Regions from separate parts of the Mus musculus genome. Here all the other regions are linked to region 2. Evidence: chromatin contacts called from public HiChIP or PLAC-seq and promoter capture Hi-C data. All regions are on one chromosome and are shown on one strand. Each heading gives the region's core, a stretch centred on a gene start, on an enhancer-like site or on the middle of the called end of the contact. The rest is flanking DNA. Distances are from core to core; before and after follow the strand shown.

Region 1 (2,700 bases), core at 117-2,616, 420 kb after region 2:
GGATGAGGAAGCTCACATGCCTTGTTGCCACACCCAGGAGGGAAGATATGATGTGGTCTGGGCTCTCCCAGTCCAAGCTTGGTCTGAATTAAACACTAAGAGAGGAGACATAGGGTGGTCCCTACTTCATCTGTCTCAGCTGTATGCAACTGGGATTTGCAAGGAACCCCACATTAAGGGCTCTTGGATACTGGCCTCACCTCAGCCAAGAATGGGGACAAAGGCAGGCCATGGGCTGGGTCCTTTTGAACGAACAAGGACTTTGTTCCATATCACATGGAGTCCCACAGAGCACTGTGAGCAGAACAATTACTCAGCGTTTTACAAACTTCTATTTGAGTGCCTTGCACAACTGTAAGAAGTGGGCACTATGATGCCTGTGTTACAGTTAGAAACCCTAAGGTTCGGGAAAGAGGCAGGCTGAGCGAAGCCTTCCAGCTGATATGAGCTGATGTGAGAGGCTCTGACTCTGGAGCCTGCAGGCCTATCTGCTGTGGCTGGAGACAACAGAACCTGAGTTGGCTTCTTGTCCTTAAGACGCTCTGGGGTGGTCTTTGTGCATAAACTCTGGGTCTTGGACTGAGCGGGACAGACGGACAAATCATAATCCCGATGTGATGAGCCCCGGGCAGTCACTTCTGTCAATCTCCAAGAGGCAGATCTCTTCCCAGTTAATTACCCATCTGTCTAACAGAAGGCCAGTTTCACAACAACCATTTAAATGCACCACAGTTTACAACAGCAAAATCAACACTGTATTTTTAAAAAAGGAGGAGGAGAAGAAGGAAGAAGGAAGAAAGAGAGGGAGAGGGGAGAGAAGGGTGAGGGAGAGGGGAGAGAAGGGTGAGGGAGAGGGAGAGGGAGGAGAGGGAGAGGGGAGAGGGAGGAGAGGGAGGAGAGGGAGGAGAGGGAGGAGAGGGAGGAGAGGGAGGAGAGGGAGAAGAGGGAGGAGGAGGAGAGAAGAAGAAGAAGAAGAAGAAGAAGAAGAAGAAGAAGAAGAAGAAGAAGAAGAAGAAGAAGAAGAAGAAGAAAGAAGAAGAAAGAAGAAGAAGGAGGAGGAGGAAAGAAGAAAGGGGATAGTTGACTTAGCCCTAGAGACCCAACATAGAGTGCTCTCAGTGACATCAAAATTCCCCTACAGTCCCTGGGATTAAAGTACCCACTGCCCAGCCAGGGGAACAAGAGGACCTGGCTATGAAGGATCTGCCCTGGTCAAAGCTGGTCAAAGTGTAGCTGGGAAAAGCAGGTGTTAATTTAGAGTCCATCTCTGCTAGGGCCAGAGACCAGAACGGGAAGCAAAGGGTGAATCAAGAACAATGGACTACATTTCCCAGAGTTCTTCAGAGCCCAAGGACCAGCCATTGGCAGATTTAAATAGCCCAGGCCCGAGGCAGCCAGGCCTCAGCTGTGGATTCATCTGCCTGTCCGTGGCTCTATTGGCGCTGGCCCTGTAAGGGTGGGCTCTATTGACTGCCCAGCTGTCATTGACGTCCCCAACGGAGCCGGGTGGCAGCTGGAGGTAAATAGCCATGTGCAAGTCTCCTCTCTATATTTAACAGCTGCTACAGAGAAGGTGGTGGCTCCTGTCTTCTGGGAGAAGGCCCTTGGAACTGGGCTGGGACTGGCCTTCTCATAGTAAGTGAGGTCACCATGCCAGCTTCCCAGAGCCGGGCCCGTGCCAGGGATCGCAACAATGTCCTCAACCGGGCTGAGTTCCTGTCCCTGAACCAGCCCCCCAAGGGGACCCAGGAGCCCAGAAGCTCAGGTAGGAAGGCCTCGGGGCCCTCAACACAACCCCCACCCTCCAGCGACGGGGCACGGGAGCGTCGCCAGTCACAGCAGCTGCCCGAGGAGGACTGCATGCAGCTGAACCCCTCATTCAAGGGCATCGCCTTCAACTCCCTGCTGGCTATTGACATCTGCATGTCCAAGCGACTGGGGGTGTGTGCCGGCCGGGCTGCATCCTGGGCCAGCGCCCGCTCCATGGTCAAGCTCATTGGCATCACAGGCCACGGCATTCCTTGGATCGGGGGCACCATCCTCTGCCTGGTGAGAAGCAGCACCCTGGCTGGCCAAGAGGTGCTCATGAACCTGCTGCTAGGTGAGTGTGCCCGCGGCCATCTGTCTGTCACCCGGCCCGCCAGGCCTTCTGGGAGCCGGCCCAACCCCTTCCAGGATCATCAGGCTCTGTGAGAAACCAAGGAACTCGTGTAATGAGGCTAGGCAGAAAGGGTGCCCCAGAAATGGACAAGCCTCTAGTGTGGGGAGGCAAGGGCCCCCTGCAAATTGGGGGGGGGGAGCGGAGGGCTGGAGCATGCAGAGGCCAGCAGGCACCTCTGGGAATCAATTCTCTGTACAGGGGTGCTGTCCAGGGGCAGAGTACAAAGAGGTCAAGGGGTGAATTTGGGGGCTCTGCTGAGTGGCCTAGTGTGATGTCTTGGTCAGGTTGTTATTCCTAACCAGTTACAGACACTACTGAACTGACCCCAAATTTTCCCCTCTTTCATGCTCAGCTAGAGACCCTACAAATTGCCTAGGATTCTTCTAGAGTCTAAAGGTTCAAGGGACCCACCTAAGGTTTCCTATTACCCACTCTGAGCCACTTGGAGCACTAGCCCGCTCCTCCCCCTGGGATGCCTTTGGAGAAAGGAGCCTGGTTGTCAGTTTCCTTTGCCAAAGTCATTGCCACTAGCCCTCCAA
Region 2 (2,925 bases), core at 403-2,902:
CACTTTAGTTTTTCAAGACAGGGTTTCTCTGTAGCCTGGCTCTCCTGGAACTCACTCTGTAGACCAGCCTGGCCTCGAACTCAGAAATTCTCCTGCCTCTGCCTCCAAAGTGCTGGGATTAAAGGTGTGTGCCACTACTGTCTGGCATTACTTCAAGAGTTTTATAGAGACATATTTAAGAAAGAACAAGTGAGACACACGTAAAGACAGAATGAGCCAGACGGTTAGATAAGATTGCTAGAGTTAGTTTGAGGCCAAGCAGGAATTTAGAGGCTGAGAGAAAAGACAAATCTAATAAGTGAGCTGGGAAAAGAGTTTGAGACAGAACAACTGAGTTGAATCAGCCAGCCAGAGCTCAGAAAGAACTAGAAAGGGGGAGCTTATTCAGCAGCAATTCAGAGGCTGAAAACATTTTAGGCCTAGATAAGACTGTACAGAGTCTAGAAGCTTCCAGAACTAGACCTAGGTTAGCAAACAAAGACAGTAAACCTCCCAGTCAACAATTACAACAGGAAAATAAAAGTTACATTTATGCCTCCCTACAGACTTGCTTGTCACATGACTGTTTACAACAGTCATCTTTCAGCAGACACATGTCATCACTCAGAAGAGGTCCTTACTAAAGCACATTAGAGCCATAGGGCAGTAGGTGAGGACAGCACCTAAGGGGCTAGAAGACAAGGCCCACGAGGAGCAGTATTCAGAGGGTTCTAGCTTCTCCTCAGATGGTGTTTCCTGTAAATCCCGGTCCTAAATCTATAGTCTACAAAATATTAGATTATAGTGGTTTTGAGTTGGATGCCAAGGTTCATTTCTCAATCTCTAGACTTGCCAACAATAAATAAAATGATGAAATGGAACAGTTTGGGTAAAAACTCATACAGTTTGGTATGGCAGCTTACACCTGTAATCCCAGCTCCTGGGAGGTGGAGGAGGAGGAGTTCAAGGATACCCTGGGTTACACAGCTAGTTTGAGACCAACCTGGATGACATGAGGCACTGTCTTTAAAAAATCCTACACCTGGAATGGAGAGGTGGTTCAGAGGTTGAGAGTACTGGCCACATTTCCAGAGGACTTGGTTTCGTTTCCCAGCACCCACATAATGGCTCACAAACTTCTATAATTCCAGTTACAGGGACTCCAACATCCTCTTTTGTCCTCTTGGGCATCAAACACCACTACCACTACCACTACCACTACCACTACCACTACCACTACCACTACCACTACCACTACCACTACCACTACCACTACCACTACCACTACCACTACCACCACCACCAAACCCACAACCTACACAAACTCACGTAATCGCAGCATTTGGGAGGTGGAGGCATGAACATCTGGACCTCAGCAAGGTTATCCTCAACTATACAGAGTTTGAGGCTAGCCCTACACGGGGTCGTTCCTCTAAAACAAACACAAAACTGACATCCAAACACCAAACCAAACTAATGTCATATTCCCTTACGACATGAGAATTCATCATTCCGCAGGTGCTTTCTTGCCAATAGTAAACATGGCAGCTTGGTGCCCTCACTTCCACGAGTTAACTTAATATTGCCAATACTCAACATGGCTGCCACACTATCCATTCCCATTGGTCGCTTCTCTGAAGGAAGGCGGGAGTTGAGGAGCGGTGTAGAGCTGCGCCTGCGCAAGTCATTGGCGCCAAGATGGCGTTGGAGATGAGGCTCCCTAAAGCTCGCAAACCTCTCAGTGAGAGCTTGGGCCGCGACTCTAAGAAACACTTGGTGGTGCCGGGGGACACGATCACCACGGACACAGGCTTCATGCGGTACGTGAGGATTTGGGGGTCCCAAGGCCTCAGGAGGCGGCTGCAGAGCTCTCTGCACGTGGCCCGCTGTCCCGGAACCCAGGCCTCCTGTCCCGTTGTATCTAAGTCCCCGAGTTACCCGGGACACATCGGAGCATCCATACTAGTTCCCTCCTTTGCGAGCCTCACGCTTCTGACTCCCGGCATCTTGGCTGCACCTTTGTCAGTTCCTGATTCCCTCTTTTGATCTATGGCGTTCGGAACTTTTGGACCCTTATCCTGAAACTCAAGATTCTTGAGCCTTCCTAGGGAGGGAGAACTGGGGAGGGCTGGTTGCAGGGCCCTTCTTACAACCCTCTGAATGGACAGTGGGGTTGGTCATCTCTTTCAGTGTTACCTCAGCGACAAGCCTGACTTGGAAGCAGTAATTTTGGTGGAGCGGGGGTTGAGGCAACATATTGTACCCAACAATACAAATTTAGCACGGAAAGTCACAACATGTGGCAGTTAGGGCTGTCTATGGAGTCGGACATCTGACATTGTTATCCTTAGTTTAGCACCTTGCTAAGGCCGGTATCCTCACCTGGAAGACAGTGGTGACAACAGGAATTGGTAGGTTAGTGAGTATTAACTGAAAAGTGGGGCAGGAGAGCAAAATCCACCATTGTATTACCACCAAAGATAAATCTGCATTAGGTAGCCAGTCTTCCCGATGTCTGTCCGTCCCCCCCCCCCCGTCGTCCCCCCCCCTCACCCCCAACCCTCCAATCTCACTATGTAGCACTGACTGTCCTGGAACTTACTATGTAGACCGCTCTGATTTTGAACTCAAGAGATCCACCTGCTTCTGCCTCCCAAATTCTTTTTTTTTTTTTTTAAGATTTATTTATTTATTATATGTAAGTACACTGTAGCTGTCTTCAGACATACCAGAAGAGGGAGTCAGATCTCATTACGGATGGTTGTGAGCCACCATGTGGTTGCTGGGATTTGAACTCAGGACCTTTGGAAGAGCAGTCGGGTGCTCTTACCTGCTGAGCCATCTCACCAGCCCGCCTCCCAAATTCTTAACTCAAAGGTGTGGCCGTTTGTCCGTTGCACCTAGTTTGTTCTTTCTTCCTCTTTCTTTCTTTTTCTTTCTTCTTTT
Region 3 (2,918 bases), core at 236-2,735, 370 kb before region 2:
CTGCGTTTCTCAGAGACCCTTGGTGGCGGCGGCAGGGGTTGTGGTGGGCTGTCTCCAATCATATCTCCCCTGTCTTGTGCTGATGAGCAAGCTGTGGAGCAGGATTTAGTAAGAGCTTGTGACTGATGGTCTCTGTTCAAGAGAGCCTGTTACCGAGGAGGGTCTCAGTCCTCAGGAACTGTCCCTAGGTGGAAGCTGGAGGCCACTTACAGAGCCCAACCATATTGCATCCATGGAAGCGTCGAAAATCGATGGGGCTGAGAGATGCATCAGTAGTGGGATGCCTCCTCTGAACGCATGAGGACCTGAGTTCAAATCCCCAGCCCCATGTAACAGGCATAGCTGTGCAGGGTGCAAGGGAAGCCGGGCAGGCACATGGGTATGCTTGCTGTGGAGGCTGCCTGCTGGCAGATCTGGAGGGACAGCTTAGGGGCTCTGAGGGCTGAGAGCACTGGCTGGCACATCCATCCTGCCTCACATCGCCCTGGACAGGCAGGCCTTGACCTTAGTGGGTGACTTACTGTGCTGGTTTCACCTAGGAATTCTCCCTCCTCCCAGGGGAGTGAGCTCTCTATGGTAGCTCAGCTGGTTTCCTTCCCAGTGGGAGTCTTCCACCTCCCCCTTCCTCACTCCAATATACAGGGCAGAAACATCATAGTGGAGAAATTTTTATTTACACTCGTGGTGAGATTTTAGTCTACCATGGCTGGGAAGATATGGTGGTGGGAGTGCAGGCAGGTCCTCCTCAGGCTTACTCAAACCAGGGAGCAGAGAACTACCTCCAAACCAGAAGGGGATTAGTAATCTCTAAGGTCCAGGGCACGTCTGCCAGCTAAGCTGTCTACAGGCCAAAAGTTCTACAAAACTCCAAAACAGAACCACTAGGCAGGGACCAATACCAGTGTTTAATGTACTGGTTTGCAGGGGACACCTCACAGTCGAACCATAACAAAATACCCAGGGCACCACTTGGGGTGAACAGGACCGGGCAGAGAGGAGCGGGAGGTGGGGATGGTGGTATAGATTCAAAGGAGGATCCCTGCAGTGGTCACTGCCTCCCTGCCCTCCTCAGCAGCCGGTCTGCCCTCTCCCACCCTGCCTGACATCCATCCACCTTGTCCTCTTGGCTATCTTCTGGCCATAGTGGTGGGCATAGAAAGAGCATCAAAATCCTCTGAGTTTGGGAAACTGAGCTCTTGGAAAGTTGTTGCCTCCTGCACTTCCTTTCATCAGGGCGGGGTGTGGAGCAAAGGACTACATTTCCCAGCCTCCCTTGGGCAAGGGCGGCCATGTGGTTCAGTTCTAACCAATGGAGTGAGAGCAAAGAAACTTGCTTCACCCTCTTTGAGTCCGTTGGGCCAGACTCCAAAAAAACAAAAAACAAAACGAGCGTTTCTGGGATCTCGTCCCCATCCCCGTCGCCACACAAGCCCAAGACTGAGTTTGTCTAGGAAGAGAAATGCACGCGTGTCTTGACTACGCCGTCTCGGGTCTCTGTCACCAGTCTGATTTAGATCATCTCCAAAAGATTGTGTGTGCCTTTGGGTGGATTTAACGATCCGATGTCTCTTCTAAGTATTTGCATGTAAATTCTCCTTTGCCAAGACGATTAAATAAAAACAAACAGACAAACAAACAAACAACAACTGTACCTGCGTGGGACGAAGTTTCAGGTCATTGTTTTGTCTCCTCCCTTCCCCGTCTCCCTTTCTCCTCCTTCCCCAGGGTATCCTCTGCCTCCTTTAAAGTCCAGAGGATGGATGTTTCCAGGACAAAGGATCCCGTGGGGGACATCTCTGCTTTGCCGAGAGACTTAGGATCTAGTGGCTGTGGACTGGCCAGGGTATCCACTTGGAGTCTACCAGGAGGTGTCCAGGAAGGACTTTGTAGGGACCCTTCGGTCAGGGACCAGGGCTCATGGTCTGTTTCATCTTCTGTCTCAGAAATTGTGTCCTTTCCCCTGGTGAGACCCCAGGCTAGCCACTCACTTCTGCAGATCTCAGGGGTCAAACCATTCCTGAGTCCTGAAATCCACTCCCTCCCCCCGCCCCCCTGCCTCTGGAAAATCAGGAAGAGTGGGAGTGGTGGTGACTTCTGGAACAATCCTGGGATAGAGGAGGTCTTAGTGCTCTATTGCTGAGGGAAACCTTAACCACACAACTCCTATAAAAGAAAACATTTTATTGGGGCTGGCTTAGAGTTTCAGAGGCTTAGTCTATTATCTATTAGCGTGGTGGCACACAGGCAGGCATGGTGCTGTAGAGGGAGCTGAGAGCTCTGCATCTGAAATCCCAAGGCTGTATCCACAGTGACAGACTCCCTCCAACCAGGGTGGACCTCCTAATCTCTGTCACGTATCGGCACTCCTTGATAAGCAAGTGTTCAAATATATGAGCCTTTGCGGGGGGGGGGGGGGTCCTATTCAAACCACCACAAAGAGCTGGTCCTGGATTAGCCCCTGGACCCCCCAATTTTCCAACGGGAGAGGTGGAGAAGGTAGGGAGACGAGTGATCACTTCTGGGTGCTTGCACTCCTTGCACACAGCTCCTCTTCTCTGTGCTTCCCAGGAAGCCTGGTGGAATGGCTCCTCTATGTAAGTCCCCATTTTAACATTTAGCAGATGAATGAGTGGTCATTCTGATACTCACAGCTGACCCTAGATCCTTTCTGTACCCGGATTCTCCGCTTTAGCTCATTTAATACTTGCAGGAACACCCTCTAGAGGCTGTGACTGGTATTACACTCACATTTTATAGACAAAGCTGCCTTTGCTCTTAAGAGGGTCGACAGCCATTGCAAGGGGCTTCCAGGCTCCAGACAAGCTGTCTTTGCCTTTGGTCTCTGCAGGTGTCCTGGACCTGAGCAGTAAGGAGTGAGGACTGTGGGGAGATCCTATGTCTGGTGGGAGATCAGAGGT

What was found. Promoter capture Hi-C pulls out the DNA fragments that hold promoters and counts their contacts. HiChIP or PLAC-seq counts read pairs in DNA pulled down with a chosen protein or histone mark.
Region 1: a promoter capture Hi-C map of liver shows a contact between it and region 2, with 2.8 times the contacts expected there. The contact joins the promoter of Plpp7 here to the promoter of Exosc2 in region 2. A contact is called at or near these places in 8 of 39 promoter capture datasets (the 3T3-L1 cell line, 3T3-L1-derived adipocytes, the C10 cell line and 4 more), 3 of 484 Hi-C or Micro-C datasets (B cells, CD8 T cells and pro-B cells) and 5 of 115 datasets of contacts at active chromatin or transcription factors (the SCID.adh cell line, embryonic stem cells, large pre-B cells and 1 more).
Region 3: an H3K4me3 HiChIP or PLAC-seq map of embryonic stem cells shows a contact between it and region 2, with 7 times the contacts expected there. The contact joins the enhancer-like site here to the promoter of Exosc2 in region 2. A contact is called at or near these places in 9 of 39 promoter capture datasets (the 3T3-L1 cell line, the HPC-7 cell line, embryonic stem cells and 4 more), 1 of 484 Hi-C or Micro-C datasets (embryonic stem cells) and 4 of 115 datasets of contacts at active chromatin or transcription factors (astrocytes, bone marrow-derived macrophages and embryonic stem cells).

What each region holds. Positions count from the first base shown.
Region 1 is chr2:32,094,162-32,096,861 of GRCm38.p6, forward strand. It overlaps Plpp7 (phospholipid phosphatase 7 (inactive)), which reads left to right and starts at 1,367. Exons shown (of 2, transcript NM_145521.4): 1 at 1,367-2,101. The coding sequence starts at 1,651.
Region 2 is chr2:31,669,063-31,671,987 of GRCm38.p6, forward strand. Exosc2 (exosome component 2) reads left to right here and starts at 1,653. Exons shown (of 9, transcript NM_144886.3): 1 at 1,653-1,799. The coding sequence starts at 1,678.
Region 3 is chr2:31,296,761-31,299,678 of GRCm38.p6, forward strand. No RefSeq gene overlaps it. Among named protein-coding and RNA genes, the nearest start is that of Hmcn2, 16 kb to the right of the region's middle. Within about 2 kb of position 1,486, at least 129 of the 459 cell types and tissues checked have an H3K27ac peak or open chromatin away from gene starts, as enhancers often do. A contact at or near this core is called in bone marrow-derived macrophages, where this site is marked.